Regions from separate parts of the Mus musculus genome. Here regions 1, 2, 3 and 5 are each linked to region 4. Evidence: chromatin contacts called from public promoter capture Hi-C and targeted proximity ligation data. All regions are on one chromosome and are shown on one strand. The core of a region is the stretch at or near the end of the contact, and the rest is flanking DNA. Distances in the headings are between cores, read along the strand shown.

What was found. Promoter capture Hi-C pulls out the DNA fragments that hold promoters and counts their contacts.
Region 1: a contact with region 4 is called in a targeted proximity ligation map of memory CD8 T cells, with 50 read pairs. A contact is called at or near these places in 2 of 130 datasets of targeted methods (memory CD8 T cells and pancreatic cancer cells).
Region 2: a targeted proximity ligation map of memory CD8 T cells shows a contact between it and region 4, with 53 read pairs. A contact is called at or near these places in 1 of 39 promoter capture datasets (pre-B cells), 1 of 484 Hi-C or Micro-C datasets (embryonic stem cells) and 3 of 130 datasets of targeted methods (memory CD8 T cells, microglia and pancreatic cancer cells).
Region 3: a promoter capture Hi-C map of pre-B cells shows a contact between it and region 4, with 5 times the contacts expected there. A contact is called at or near these places in 3 of 39 promoter capture datasets (the C10 cell line, pre-B cells and stem cell-derived epiblast-like cells), 1 of 484 Hi-C or Micro-C datasets (the G1E-ER4 cell line), 4 of 130 datasets of targeted methods (effector CD8 T cells, embryonic stem cells, pancreatic cancer cells and 1 more) and 1 of 9 other capture datasets (liver).
Region 5: a contact with region 4 is called in a targeted proximity ligation map of memory CD8 T cells, with 11 read pairs. A contact is called at or near these places in 2 of 130 datasets of targeted methods (memory CD8 T cells and pancreatic cancer cells).

The regions. Positions count from the first base shown.
Region 1 is chr19:5,086,849-5,089,903 of GRCm38.p6, reverse strand. Yif1a (Yip1 interacting factor homolog A (S. cerevisiae)) reads right to left here and starts at 1,366. Exons shown (of 8, transcript NM_026553.4): 1 at 1,156-1,366; 2 at 274-485; 3 at 28-132. The coding sequence starts at 1,186.
Region 2 is chr19:5,271,435-5,274,680 of GRCm38.p6, reverse strand. It overlaps Pacs1 (phosphofurin acidic cluster sorting protein 1), which reads left to right and starts at 1,562. Exons shown (of 24, transcript NM_153129.3): 1 at 1,562-2,142. The coding sequence starts at 1,793. It overlaps Sf3b2 (splicing factor 3b, subunit 2), which reads left to right. Exons shown (of 21, transcript NM_030109.2): 21 at 154-760. The coding sequence ends at 225.
Region 3 is chr19:6,333,587-6,336,715 of GRCm38.p6, reverse strand. Men1 (multiple endocrine neoplasia 1) reads right to left here and starts at 1,703. Exons shown (of 10, transcript NM_001168489.1): 1 at 1,634-1,703; 2 at 811-1,271. The coding sequence starts at 1,255.
Region 4 is chr19:5,801,199-5,804,172 of GRCm38.p6, reverse strand. Malat1 (metastasis associated lung adenocarcinoma transcript 1 (non-coding RNA)) reads left to right here and starts at 1,501. Exons shown (of 1, transcript NR_002847.3): 1 at 1,501-2,974.
Region 5 is chr19:5,022,397-5,025,306 of GRCm38.p6, reverse strand. It overlaps Slc29a2 (solute carrier family 29 (nucleoside transporters), member 2), which reads right to left and starts at 1,301. Exons shown (of 12, transcript NM_007854.3): 1 at 1,030-1,301; 2 at 715-796. The coding sequence starts at 1,058.

The DNA of each region.
Region 1 (3,055 bases), core at 117-2,616, 710 kb after region 4:
GGCCAGCTCTCCTGGTGGGAAGCTCACCTGATGTGTGTATGGGAAGACCAATAGCCCTAGCTTCTTAGCGACATAGGCTGTGTCCACAGCAAAAAAATACTTGAGTTTGTTCACGGACACAAAACGGTGCAGCTGGAAGTAAAGAGAAGAGGCTATGGATGAGCCCTACCGTGATCCTTCCTAAAGGATGCCTGGGGAGTAAGATGGGATCCTGTGACACCCCAACCCTGGCCAGAAGCCCTGCCTCCCTCCTCCCGGGAGCCCAGGGCACACCTCTTTGTGCACTATGTCCTTCCCTTGGGATGCTATGGAGGTGCCATAGGCCATTGCCATATTGGCCACTGGGTCTCCAAGCAGGTTGTTGACACTGAAGGCTACATCAGCTCCTGGGGCTGGGTATCCGCCCAGTTGGCTGGAATAACCACCACTTGTATCATCGAAGAGTGGAGGAGGGTCTGGAGCTGCCCGGGTCCTATGCTTGGAACCTGCAGGTGTGAGAGGACCAAAGTAGATTACAGAATTACAGAGCAAGAACCCAGACCACTGCCCTTTCCCCAGGCTGGGAAGCTGTGCATAGGTCCTAAGGCACCGAACAATTGAGGAAAAGGCAGGATGAGTTTTAAAGTCGATCTCCTATCCTTCGGGGGGTCAGGGTGGGGGATCATTTACTGCATGCAGTGGGAAAGGTGTGCCTAAACATGGCTACCCATTTGGGGTTTCTAGGAAGTCTCTCAAGGGAAATGATCTCTGAGTACTAGCGAGTGAAAAGACGTTTGCTTGGGCACAATCACCGCAAAGACATTCCTTGACTTAACACAGGTAGAAAAGGCAATATTGGCTATTCGGAGTCCCTGGACAGTGGTCAGGAATGCTGCCCGAGTTGTAAGAGGGAAAGGAAGTTCTGGAGGCAAATTCGGTACAAGCAGGATTAGACTTGAGGATCCCAGTAGTGCTGTCGCAGCCTGATCTCAGGACTGGCTAGTAAGGGCGAAGTCCAGGACACGCTGCAGTGTGGCAGGGCAGGAACCCGAGAGACACTCTCCCCGCCCTGGGCAGCGGTCACTGCAGACCCTCTCCAACAGAACCAGTGGGTCTCTCAGCGTATTTGGCTCCCCGCTGCCAGGCCGCGCCCCGCCCTCCCCACTCCTCACGCACCGTGGACTCCATATGCCGAATGGTAAGCCATGGCCGTGACGTTCGCTCTACCCAAGGGTCGTGGGTACTTCGCTGAGTCGTGGGTACGAACACTACTGAAACAGCTACTTCTCTTGCCTGGTCCTGACCGAAGTTACCCGACGGCCCGACACGTCCCAGGGCTGTCCGATCGCGGCCGCCATGTCCTTGGCGTCACACTTCGCTGTCTACCATTGGCTCGTCGGAAGAGCTGGTTCTCCCCCTTTACACTTTCAATTGGCTACTGGTGAGCTCTCTTCCAATCGGGTTTTGTCATATTCAACTTCCGACAGATAGGGGGCGGAGCTACTCAAGATGTTCTCGGATTGACTAGTAGGCTGGCTAATTTGCGGCGCTACCAGCCAATAGGTGAGAAGGAGTTGTAACTTAGTTCCGCGTCTGCGCCAAGAGGCGCTTGACGCTCCTTGCCACGACTACGCCAATAGGAAGATTAAAGTCCTGACCGACCCAACTAGTCAGGGCACAAAGCTGGCTCCGCCGCAATGCAGTCCAAGAGGAATGCGGCGGTCGGTCAAGCTCTGACTGATCCCTGCCCCTACTCTGTGCTCTTTCCTCCAATTCACTCCATCCTGTTTTGGAGCTCCGGCCTGCTAGAAATTGTTGTTGTTGCCCGCACCGGGAGAGTGACAGCGCGGCCCTGAGCCCTGGAACGCTGACTCCTCCTCCGCCCTCCCACTCCTTTCAGAACTGGTGCTGTCCGTCGGCTGGTGCTGAAAATGCCCTGTAGAGTCCGCCGCTGGGCTCATCCCCGAGGGCCTCTGCTGGGAGGGTTTGGAATCGCGCTCAATACGTTATGCACACACGCACTCACACGCACACACGCGCTCACGCATGGGGCAGGAGACAGAAACTGAGACCACCCAGAAGATACGAAGTCCTGGTGGTATACATGGGACAGGAATCTGTACTGGGCCTTGTTCCATCGCTTTCTCCAGTGGTCCGGGAGATTTGGGAGGCAGAGGTGTAGTGACCTGTCTCCTGAAGGTCTCCTGAGTCATCACCAGTCCTGTGATCTCCAAGTGAGGCCCGTAAGCTTCACTCCTAGTCTCCTAGGCTCTTTTCTTCCCACCCAGGCTGTAACCACTCCCATCGTCGCTGGAGACAATCCCTCCAAGGGTCCCTCTCTCACAGACTGTCAGGTACTATTCTCTAGATAGCATGACACACCCTCGGATACTTACAGCTGACTAACTACTCAGCGTTTAGTTGCATAAGGTCAGACTTTTCTGATCCCCAAACTCAGCCCATGCTGTCCAACAGCTGCTTTTGCTCCTCCGCCTGGGATGCGGGAGATATGCCTTTCCCTTTTTATCCATTTGTCCAAATCCTTTAAGAGTCATGTTAGCTTGCTTGTGAGATGGCTCAGCAGACTGCCAAGCCTGAGAACCTAAATTCAATTCCCAGACGGTGGAAGAAGAGAGCCAACTCCGAAAAATCTTCCTCCGATTTGTACACTCGAGCTATGTTAAAGTGCACCTCTTTGCACCATCCCGCCCAGAGAGAGATACACAGAACAAATACATTTAACATGTAATTAATTTTGGGGGGGGGGGGAGATCGGGACTGGAGAGATGGCTCAGTGGTTAAGAGCATTGGCTGACTGCTCTCCGAAGGTCCCAGCAACCACACAATGGCTCACAACTATCTATACAGCTATTGTGTATTGTATATATAAAATAAATAAATAAATCTTGCCAGTTGTGGATGCGTACGCCGGTAGGATTTGGTGAAGGAGGCAGAGGCAGGAGGATCACGAGTTCAAGGCCAGCCTACAAAATCACGAGTTCGAGGTCTACAAAATAGTTCCAGGACAACCAGGGCTATACAGAGAAACCCTGTCTCAGAAAAAAAAAAAAAAAAA
Region 2 (3,246 bases), core at 313-2,812, 530 kb after region 4:
AAGTTCAGGAAGAGGAAGGAAGTCATTTAGCTCTCAGGGGGAGAGGAGAGTGTGGTTTCAGTGCTTTTTACCTTAATTTTATGTCTGGGTCAGGCTGCCTCCTGTCTGGGGTTGTCTAACCTATTGTAACTTCTCTCTCTCTCTCTCCTACAGCAAAAGAAACGGAAAGCTCAGCCCCAGGACAGCCGTGGGGGCAGCAAGAAATACAAGGAGTTCAAATTTTAGGTCCTGCTCGCATAGCTGGCCTGCCTTTAGGCTCTTTGTATGTCTGGGCTTTCTCTGTGGCTCCCTAAAGCTAGATCTGGACTCCCTAGGCTCGTCACTTCCTGTTCTTATTTTAGACTTGTTTTGTAAATAAAGCTGTTTCCCAAGGAAGGATGAATACAGGCGCTCTTGAACCTCTCTCTCTTTTAGCTTCTGCAAAAGCATCTACTTCTTGCCTGTAATCACAGATGGCCCATAGGACTATGGGACTGTAGTTCTGAACTGAACTTGTGGGTAGTTCACTATCCCTACCCCTCCTGTGTGTGAAGGCTCTGCTGAAGGTACCTTTGGGTCTGGTCTGACCTTACTGCTTTGTCCGTGGGGAATAAAAATAGCCAGCTTAGCACCGTGGCTAGGCTGGGAAGTAACTGTAGGCTAGGGAAGTAGGCCAGGTCAGGCCTTCCTCATTGACCTTGTGGCAGAAAGGCCGATTTCTTACCTATTGGAGAACATCTGTCTCTAAATAAAATCTCAATTGTTCCAGAGTACTGGCTAACTACTTGGATTTACTAGTGTGTGTGTGTGTTGGTGGGTGGGTGGGTTTGAAGGGCTTGTTTTGTCTTCGTCACTGAGTTCTGAGAAGTTTTTTGAAAAACTAGACTAGGTTGGAGCACAGGATTCCATAACATTTGCTCAAGTACTGGGGAGAAGGTGTGGGTGTAGGAGAGTGCAAGAGCTCTAGGTAGGGTGGGGGTGTGTGGGGATGGCAGCTGATCAGGCCTTGAGAGAAATAGAATTCTAGAAATTGAGAAAGCACCGAGGCACTCTGGGACTTTTGTAAAGAAGGCTGTGTCGGGGGCGCTGTACCAAGAAAGGCTGTTGGACCTAGACAACCTTAGCTCAACTGGCTCCTGCCCACAGTCAAGCTGGAACTTAAGCTCCTTAGGTGGTGGCCGGCCCCTGGATCTCTACCTACTGCTTCTTTTGCAGAAGTGGGCGAAATAACCACAGAAGGGGTCGCCACAGCGGGCTATCCGATTTCCATGCAACGCGTGACCAGAACTACGTGTACTGCAGATCCCAGGGGCTGAGCGCGCTCTCGTACAGTCTTCTCCGGTCCGGGACCGCGCCCCGGAAAACCCGGGTTTCCGCTGGCGGGGTAGCAGCCGCCCGAGGAGGGCGGAGGGAGGAGGGGCGCGGAGCCTGCACGCCGAGGCCTGCTAGGGACTCCAGGGCCGCGCCGCGAGAGCGCGCGGGCTGTAGCCCCTTCCCGGGGGCCGCGGGGCCGAGCGCGAGTCTGGCCCCGCCCCTCGGCGCCGGTCTGGGTGGGGCCGCGGCTCCCCGCCCCTTTCGGACACGCCCACCCAGTGTCTGGGCCTCGCGGGCCGCAACAGGCGGCGGCGGGCGAGCGCGAGGACCGCGCGCAGCGAAAGCCCGCGCGTGCGTGCAGATTCGCTGGTGGCTCGCGCTCCGCCGGGCGTTCTGAGGAGACGCGCTGAGCCGCTGCCGCCGCGGGGGGAAGCCTGAGAGTCGCTCGCGTGCCCTCAGTCTGCGTAAGCCCCGCGCCCCTTCCTCCCCTGGCCAGGCCATGGCGGAACGCGGAGGGGCGGGCGGTGGTCCCGGAGGCTCCGGGGGCGGCAGCAGTCAGCGGGGCTCTGGGGTCGCCCAGTCCCCGCAGCAGCAGCCGCAGCAGCAGCCGCCGCAGCCTCAACAGCCGACGCCCCCCAAGCTGGCCCAGGCCACCTCGTCCTCCTCGTCCACCTCGGCTGCGGCCGCCTCCTCCTCGTCCTCCTCCACCTCCACCTCCATGGCCGTCGCGGTGGCCTCGGGCTCTGCGCCTCCGGGCGGTCCAGGACCAGGCCGCACCCCCGCCCCAGTGCAGATGAATTTGTATGCTACCTGGGAGGTGGACCGGAGCTCATCCAGCTGCGTGCCCAGGTGAGCAACGGGCGGCTGGGAAAAGGTGTTGGCCTAGGGGACCGCCAGGCTGGCTCTGTGACAGGCCCCGCCTCCCCATCTCTCCGGGGCGAGTGGAGGGTACGTCCTCCACTCCTAGCTCATCTTGGCTTTGGGGGGTGGGGGCTGTCTTCTCCTGGGCCTTCCAAGACTGTTGTGTGGGCCTGCCCTCTCCAGCAGTCCCACCTTCCGCCTTGGCTCGAACCACCCTCCTGTCCTCCTGGAGCAATGGTGGCCTCGGGGACCCAGCCCAGTGGCCTTCCTTGGCTGGGTCTGACCGAATCTGGCCTTCCTTACGGTCAGTAAGTCACTCTTCTTCCTGCCTCACTGGCGCCCGTGGGCTGTACATATGTTAATGTTACACAGATGTGGTAAAGATGGCTTTGATATAGTTCTTTCCCAACGTACTTAGCATGTGCCAAATTCATTTGTCACCTGTTGCAGGTAAAGCTGGTTAACACTTGGGGGTTCAGTACATACATTCATATGTTCTTCATGCTACACACATTCTCTGGGTACTCTGTGCTCTTAGTTTGGACATCAGTTGAATGTGTTCTTAAATGCAAGTTTTCATTTCCTCCTCCACTAGATACTGGTCACAGAGTCTCCAGGTTCCTATGAGCTCTGTAAAATGACTGCCTTGTTCCTAAATTCAACCCATTTTTCTGTCCATTGGAACTATCTGAAAACTTGCATCAAAAAATTATGCTTGTTTCTCTATGGCAAAGCAGTTGTTGTATATACTTCTTTGGGGACAGTGTGTTGGATTGACCCTATGCTAAGACAGCCTGCAGGGTTGGTTTTGCCCAGTAAGCACAAAGAAATGCCTGGAGGTGTTCATTTTGTGCTTCTAAACCGAGTTGATTCTCAGGTTCTGTTCTTTCTTACCCTGTGAGTCCAGCAGAGCAGGTGGATGTGCCTGTAAGCCAGAGATTGGGTGCCCTGTGGGGTTCCACCCTCAACTCAACTCTGCTGGTGTTTCTTTCTCTCCCTTTATTTTGAACAACATCACACCACAACATTGTACCAATATATAGGGCATGAAAAATGATGACACAAGCACATCTTTCTTATGTCATTTATTGA
Region 3 (3,129 bases), core at 454-2,953, 530 kb before region 4:
AGGGCAGTCATGAGAGCTCTGTCCTGGAAGAAGGGAGCCATGCCCCCTCTAGCACCTCTCAAGCCTGTATCCAGGCATCACACACCCTATCCACTATGTTCACCCTTTTATGCTCGCAGCAGCTCCCTCCCAATAACCCAACCCCAGAACCCTTCTGGATCTCAGGTCCACCCAGCCAGAAACTGCCCCTCCCTTTTCTACACCAAGTACTTCTGTTAACATAATGACTTAACCCAGTGTCTATTGTACAGCTATCAGACTGTGTCAAGGAGAGCAAGCCCATGACCCCACGAACCCCCACCCCTCCCTTCTTCATGTTCTGATTTATCTCTGCACTTTTTTCCTCAAAGCTCACAAGAGGCCTCAGATGCTTGCTCAGTACATTGCACGGAGAGCTGAAGCACTTTGTCCTTAGTCAAGCCCGTGCTTCCTTTCAAAATATTTTCAAAGGTATAATCTTAATTGTCTCAAATGTACCCACCCATTTGTCCTACCTCCCCAGTCTGCTACCACCTTCTTTCCCCATATGTTGGGCTGCCAGATCCCTCTGGCTATTCAATGGCAGGGCTGGGACTGTTGAAAGACTGGGGAGTAAAAGCTGGCACCAAATGACCAGGTTCCAGTCTCAGCCCTGTCATTCTGACATTCCCCTCTTCAGAATTCTCTTTCCACAACTGCGAAGGAGAAATAATACCTGCCCCACCACACAAGGTTTACAAGTCTCAAAAGGGCTATAAGCCATATTGTTCAGACATGAGAAGAGGTAAGACAACACTCATTTGCTCTCCTGACCACCTGTCTGACTCCAACCTGTGATGAAGCTGAAGAGGGACTGGATGTGGGCCCGGTCCTTGAAGTAGGAGCGGCTGAGGCTGTTCCATATGACATCCGAGACCTTTTTTACCAGTTCGCGACTAGAAACACCTCCCTCTCGAGGATAGAGGGAGAGGTCCACAGCGCCGCGGATCTGAGCGGTGAATCGGGCATAGAGGGCAGCAATGATGGATAGGTCGGCCACCGGGAAGTAGGTGAGGCCACCAGGAGGGTCGGGTGCGGGGCTGGGCTGGAAGGTGAGCTCCGGCACGTTGGTGGGGATGACACGGTTGACAGCCAGGAAATGCTCCACGAAGCCCAGGACCAAGGACAGGAGCACCAGGTCAGGCTCCTCTCGGCCCAGCTCTGCAGCAAACAGGCGCACCACGTCGTCGATAGAGCGCAGAGGGAACAGCGTCTTCTGGGCGGCCTTCAGCCCCATGGCGGCGGGCGGTGGCCTGCGGGCGAGCCGAGGGAGGGAGGGTCGGGCTCGGCGAGAGAGCCCCCTCCCAGGCTCGGCTAAGGCTCTACCCTCCGCCACAATTCTGCTTCGCCAGCCGCTTCGTCCTGTGCTCACGGGCGGCGGCTCGGTTTCTGAGACCCTTCAACCAAGGCTATATAGGGCCTTCTAGTTCCTTACAATTCCGGGACCCCCAGCCCCGATGAGGCTGCTCCCAAAGACCTATTGGGGACCCTCAAAGGCCGCCCCTCCAGTCCCTACAATCTCTACCCGGCCCTCTGGAGCCTGTCCAGAAGGCAAACCCAAACCAGCCTCCCACAAGTCCCAAGGAGAGTCCCGGCTTCGGTCCCCCGCGCCCACCTCCGCGCTTACATCCCACACAAGGCACCGCGGCGCCCGCCGCCTGAAGCCTGCTGGGAAATGAAGTCCCGCGCCTCCTATGGCCGCACTGCCTGCTGGGAAATGGGGAGTCCTTGCTCACCCGGCCCTCTCTAAATCTGAAAATGACAGCCAAACCCGCAATGGCTTATGGAAGAAGTAGTCCTGCTGCTCCAGGGCGGGTAAGCTGAGCTCCTCAACGATTGGTCATCTAGGATCACGCCAGAAGAAGTTCCTCCGTGACTTCTGGGAGATTGTAGTCCTAGGATTAAACTCAGGCGCAGTAGCGCCCCTGCAGTGTGTATTATGGCCAGTTTAAGATGTGAGGGAAACTGTTGCTCTAAAACACTACAAGGAGGCTGGAGACCTGGTTCAGCTGTTCAGAGCACTTGTTGCTTTTGCAAAGGACCTGGGATCAAGTTTAGGTCCCCACACCCACATTGTGGCTCACCATCTGTAACTCCACTTCCAGAGGACCCATGCTTTTCTCTGACCTCCACCAAGCTTGACTTGGTGCACACACATAAAAAGGCAGACGAAACATCCACACCTAAAAAGAATGCAAGGCTGAACACAGTACGGCGGAGGCAGAAGGATTTTGGTGAGCTCAAGGCAAGACTGGTCTATGATCCAATACCAGTCCTTGAAATTAGAGGCAAGGAACTCAGGGTGGACTTCAGAGATGACTCAGAGTTAAGAGCCCTGGCGGCTCTGGCTCAGGACCCTGCGTTCCCAGTATGTACATGTTTGCTCACAACTGGGTCTTTAGCCCCACTTTAGGAGGTCCAATGTTCTCTGCTGTCCTCTGCAGGCTCCAAGCAGGCACCTTATGCACACACATAGGTAAAATAAAATTAAGGAAAGAAAAGAAAAAAAAAATCAGGAAGTTCAAGGTCAGTTTTACCTTAGACAGGATCTTGCTTTTTAGTTCAGACTGGCCACAGACTCACAATATTCCTGCCTCAGCCTCCACCATGCTGGGATTATAGATGTTCACCACCAGTCCACATGGCACCACCCCTCCCACAAGGCTTCATGACCTCATCTTAATTCACGAAGTCTGTAATGACCCTGTTTCCAAAACGAAGTCTTTTTGTCTGAGACCAAGACCTCAATAGATGAAGCTGAGGAGATGATGTAGCAGCTGAGAGCCTTTTGTTGTACCAGTAGGAGGACCTGAGTTCAAATACCCAGAATTCACTTATACGTTTGGAATCCTAGCATTATAGGGCATGGATGGGGAATGGGGTCAGTGTGGGGGTTAAAGGGAGGAGGGTCTTGGGACTTCCTGCCTAACGACCTAGCTGCAGGTTCAGAGAGAGAGCCTGTGTAAAGGGAAGAAGACAGAGAGAGTCATAAAGAAGGATATGTGATCTTTCTGTTTTCCACATCTGAGCAGCTCCTTACACAGGTGTAAAGACACCACACACATATACAAGCAGAACCTCTTCCTTTCTTTCTTTCTTCCTTTCTTCCTT
Region 4 (2,974 bases), core at 252-2,751:
TTAAGTTCTGTCTACCCTGGGAAAGCCTCTGCCCAAACCTCCCTATTCACAGGTCCTAGAACGTAGAGGTGGGGAGCAGGACGGTGCCGCCAGGCCGTGTGCGATCGCGAGCTCTGGATCTCAATGCGCCCCGGGGCGCTGTTTCCCACGACTCCAGCAGCTTTTCTAAAAATCCAGGCAGCCTCCAGTTTACGGGATCAACCCGAGACTCGCTTCCCTTTGAAAATTCTAGAGTATAAAGTAAACGTACGAGCAAAGTATGTGTCTTAACACTTAATGGATGACATAGAGACCAAAAAAGCCATGTCCGTGGGCCCAGTAGGCCGCAATAAGGGGCGACCAGGAAACTGCAGCACAGCCCCCCGCAGCCGCCCTGCTCCCACACCAGTCATTCCAGCACCGTGGTGAAGGCGCTTGGGGGCGGGGCGGGGCGCGCCTGCGCAGCGAGGCTCTGCAGCAGAAACTTTGCCTAGACCGGCTGGAACCGGTTAGAACCGGTCGAACCCGGCCGGCTGCCAGCCCTCGATTCAGCAGCTCACAAAGGGAGGCGGCGACTCACGACCCGCGTATCCTTGCGCCTCTCCCCACCCCCTTTGTCCTCGCGACGGGTTCCGCGGTCCTCCCCGCCCTCCCTGGCGCGGCCCCCGCTTTCTGCGCCCAGTGACGCTTTCTCCATGGTCCTGGGAGAAAGAGAAAAACATCCTTTCCCCTCCGTCGTAGTTTTAGGAAGCGATGAGATAGACCTGGGGACCTTGCCGCCACGGGCCGGGCTCTGACGGTTATTAGCGCAGTGCGGGTGGTGCTCGGCATGGCCGCCAAGGTCGCCGTGCCCTCACCTGCAGCGACCATGGCCTTGCTGGGCTGAGACCGCAGCCTAACATGGCGGACGTAGGCAAGCACCAAAGCGCTCGTGTACCCGGGCTCGGAAAAGTGGCCCCGAGAGCAGCCGGAGGCTGCAGGTCGTCCCTACAGGAGCATTCCCAGTATAAACCAGTACAAAGTGTCACCACCTCAGAAGCCACTCGCAGGGCCGGTCACTTTCCGAGAGACCTCCATCTTGTTTCGCATGAAATGGCAGCCGCTCGGGGAGTTACAAAATGGGAAGTGGAAGCTGAAGCTGTGGGAAAGCCTGTTTTAACACTTGCAACATACGCTATACCCTCTGTCCTCCCAGGAAAACGCAAAAGGTGTTGAAACATCTGAAAAACTTGGGGCTCCCATTTTTAATAGCTATTAGTTCATGTTTTTTCTCCTTGTGACCAGAAATTTTAAACCTATTTGTACCTATTTAGCTGGTACAAGCTAAACATTTCTCTGTATTAGCAAGGTCCAAGAGGCCCACACGACGTCAAGAAAAATCTAGAAACTTGGAAGTCAGGATCTATTTTTAACTCTCTGAGGAACTATTTTTCTTCCTTCACCAAGGTGGTGGAGGGTTACTAGGTTCCGGTGGAGTGACGTGTCCCTTTGCAATAAATACCGGCGCTCCGGGCTCTGCGTCAGGCATTCAGGCAGCGAGAGCAGAGCAGCGTAGAGCAGCACAGCTGAGCTCGTGAGGCAGGAGACTCAGCCCGAGGAAATCGCAGATAAGTTTTTAATTAAAAAGATTGAGCAGTAAAAAGAATTAGAACTCTAAACTTAAGCTAATAGAGTAGCTTATCGAAATATTACTTAGTCTTAATAATCTAAGAAGATCTTAAGAGATAACATGAAGGCTTATTTAAACAGTTTGAAAAAGGAAATGAGGAGAAAAGTATTTGTACTGTATAATGGAGGCTGACCAGAGCAGTTTAGGAGATTGTAAAGGGAGGTTTTGTGAAGTTCTAAAAGGTTCTAGTTTGAAGGTCGGCCTTGTAGATTAAAACGAAGGTTACCTAAATAGAATCTAAGTGGCATTTAAAACAGTAAAGTTGTAGAGAATAGTTTGAAAATGAGGTGTAGTTTTAAAAGATTGAGAAAAGTAGGTTAAGTTGACGGCCGTTATAAAAATCCTTCGACTGGCGCATGTACGTTTGAAGGCATGAGTTGGAAACAGGGAAGATGGAAGTGTTAGGCTAGCCGGGCGATGGTGGCGCACGCCTTTAATCCTAGCACTTGGGAGGCAGAGGCAGGCGGATTTCTGAGTTCGAGGCCAGCCTGGTCTACAGAGTGAGTTCCAGGACAGCCAGGGCTACACAGAGAAACCCTGTCTTGAAAAAACAAAAAGGTTAGGCTAGTATTTGGAGAAAGAAGATTAGAAAATGGAAGTGAAAGACGAAGAAGACATACAGGAAGGTGAAGAAAAAGCTGTTAGAGAAGATAGGAAAATAGAAGACAAAGCATCTTTAGAAGACAGAAAAGGTACTTAAAGGCACAGGTAGTAGGAAGCCGAAGAATAGAAGATAGAAAGAAGCAAGATAGAAAAACAAAATGGAAGTTAAGACAACTTTGGATGCCAGCATTCAAGATAGGCAAAGAAGATAAGATTGAGGCCAAAAGGTTGGATAAGATATAAAGTCAGAAGGAAATTATCTTTAAAGCCATAAGTTCAAATTTCTGATGGAGCGAGCAGTTTAGAAGAGTCTTTAGACAGCCACATACAAGATTGAAGCTAGCAATCAAAGCTACTAGGACTGAAGTAAAAAGTTAAGGCAGAATGCCTTTGAAGAGTTAGAAGAATATTAAAAGCCTTAACTTGTAGCTTAATTTTGCTTGATGACAAAAGGACTTTTGATAACAGTTTCAAGATTGTCAGCATTTTGCATTGGACTTGAGCTGAGGTGCTTTTAAAATCCTAACGACTAGCATTGGCAGCTGACCCAGGTCTACACAGAAGTGCATTCAGTGAACTAGGAAGACAGGAGCGGCAGACAGGAGTCCCGAAGCCAGTTTGGTGAAGCTAGGAAGGACTGAGGAGCCAGCAGCAGCAGTGCATGGTGAAGATAGCCCAGGAAAGAGTGCGGTTCGGTGGAGGAAGCTAGGAAGAAGGAGCCAT
Region 5 (2,910 bases), core at 52-2,551, 780 kb after region 4:
TGGGTATCAGGGTCCAGCACCGATGCCAGCACTCCACAGACACCTGGGAAGTTAACCCACTGAATATGTTTGAATAACCCTATTCTAAAGAAAACACAAAAGTTAGGCAGTGGTGATGCACGCCTTTAATCCCAGCACTCAGAAGGCAGAGGCAGGCAGATCTCTGAGTTCGAGGCCAGCCTGGTCTACAGAGTGAGTTCTAGGACAGCCAGGGCTACACAGAGAAACCCTGTCTCGAAAAAAACGAAAACAACAACAACAATAAAACAAAAAGGAGAAAACAAGCTATAGATTTCTGCCTTTCTATAAAAGAATGCATGCTTTGGGGAATCGGGCCTTCCTCCACATCTGTCTACAGTAGTTGCTCATTAATTATTAGTTGAATGACTGTAACTCATGTCATTGCAAAGAAAGCCAAAGGCTTGGAAAAAAGACACTTTGGAGTGACTGGCCAAAAATAACGACAAAGGGCATGGGATGGAAACTCCTTTGCTGGTCAGACTCCCTACGTGGATGGCCCTGCACCTCTGAGATCTGTACCTTCCTAAAAGTTTGCCTAGCCAGGGGAGAGGCGGTTCCCTCTATGAGGCTTGGTGCTGTCCCTGACAGGCTGAGCTGTAGTAAGTGGCCTGGTGAGGAAAGTGGCTCAGTTCAAGACGGCTGGAGGGATGTTGGTTTGTGGCCATGAGGTTGCCCAGCGGCCGCGGGTCTCACCGGGATGGCGGTAATGAAGAAGTTCCAGGGGAGAAGGGTGCCCAGTCCCAGAATGAAGAAGCTGATCCCAACCAGGTGGTAGCTGTGGGGATCAATCAGAAGGTCACCCCGAGGACGTACGCCTGGGCCGCCCTAGCCGCCCCTCAGTAGAACGGACTACAATCCCCATCACCCTGGCTCAAGCAGCTAAGGGAATCGGCTGATGGGAATTGTAGTCCCGTTCGTCTTTGAGCCCAGGAGCATCAAGACGAGCGGGAATTCAAAGGCTCGTGGCCACCTGGGCCACGGTACGCAGCACATGGGTTCCCACCTCACCTGTCCCGAGGGGCGTTTCCCCGCGCCATGGTTGCCGCAGTCCTATTGCACCAGGCCCACAGAAGGCGGCTGCACCTGCGCCTACGCAGGGCTGGGAGGCCGAAGGAGAGCGACGCTGGTCGGTGTCCAGGAATCCCAAGGTCGGAGCGCCGTAGCGGAGGGTCGGGGTTGGGTTACACTGCGGACCACGTTTTGCAGGCTCGGACCTCGGCTCCGCCTCCAGGGCGGGAACAAAGAGCCATTGCTCCCCTCCCCCGGACGCCCGCTCTCCAGACTCCGCCTCGCTGGTGGCTGTGCCTTTAGGGTATTAGGTTCCGCCTTCTAGCTTGCTTCCGCGCCTGAAGCTGTGTCTCACCGCCGTCCCTTCGCCTCGCACCCGTCTTCTCCTTAGGCACGGGTCCGGAATCTCTGGGGAAGGGATAAGGACTGCGCAGGAGGGAAGGGGTCCGGTGGTTGTTGGGCACAGTCGATCTAGCTGGGAGGTTCTTCCTCTTGGCGTGTTCTAAGGTTTGGAGCCCTCTAAGCTCTAAGCAGATTAGGAAGTAAGTCCGACCAGAAGGAAGAAGCCAGTGTCATCAATTGTCGCAGAAGGTCCCAGCGCGGTGCTCCGAGGGAGTTCCCCCAGAGGTCGAGGCACTTTTGCAAACGAAAATCCCCAACATATGTGGAAGACGGACAGATAGGCCCTCCTACGGTACCTGGGTCCAACAAGGAGGATTGAACAAAGGCTCTGGAGGGAATCGTGGCCCAGGTGACGTTCGGCCCCCTCCCCTGTAGTCGCCACTGCCACCCTCAGGAGTGCTTAAAAACCTAATTTTCACTAGGCGTGGTGGCGCACGCCTTTAATCCCAGCATTTGGGAGGCAGAGGCAGGCGGATTTCTGAGTCCGAGGCCAGTCTGGTCCACAGAGTGAGTTCCAGGATATATTCAGGACTATACAGAGAAACCCTGTCTCAAAAAAACGAAAAAAAAAAAAAAAAAAAGAAAAAGAAATATATTTATGTGGACTGGTGAGAGCGTTTGCTGCCAAGCCTGATGCCCCGAGGCCACGCCCAGGACCCATATGTTAGAAAAACTGAAGCGACTCCAGCAAATTGTTCCCTAACCTCCACACAAGCACAGTGGCACACGTGCTTCTAAGTAATAAATACAAATAAATATGAATATATAAAAGTATATATATACAAGGTTATATAAATGTGTGTCTTCTAAAGAATATAGTTTTTTAGAATGTTTTTCCTATGTATCAGCCAGACCATGCTGTTACTATCCCTGTTCTGTCCTGTTCCCGGAATCTAGCCACCAGGCTTGGCTCATCGAAGGTGGTTCCTTAGATCATGGTGGACTGCAGATGACTGTGTGGTACTGGGAACTGAACTCAGAGCCCTGTGCATGCGAGGCAAACACTCTTACCCCTGGGCTGCATCTAACCCTAGCTGGTGACGTTAGGGAAAAGACAGCAATGGATTACACTGGGAAAGACAGTTACTCTTTAAGTTTTCTTTCCAGACTTCCATTATGCCAAGAGGGACAGTCTTGAGTTCAGTTCTAACAGGTTTTCAAGGCCTCTTCATCCCCTCTGCCTTGAGCATCTCTCGACAGTTTTACCTACACACAGTTAGTCACTTGCATTTTTCGAATGCTTATTCTAATAACTATTACTGACCTGTTTCCTACTTGACAGTGATAGGAGAGTGAGTCAAAGTGGGACAGGGGGTGGGATGTTGCCCTGGCACCATCTTGAAGATGGAGATGAGGGTCTGGGGAGCAGTCTGTTGTCTTGGGCTGGGATGGAAGGGGATGAGGCGTTTCAGAGAAGGAACGGCCTGTACCAGGACCGGGGACAGGAGAGTGCTGGCACACTATGGGACATACTAATAG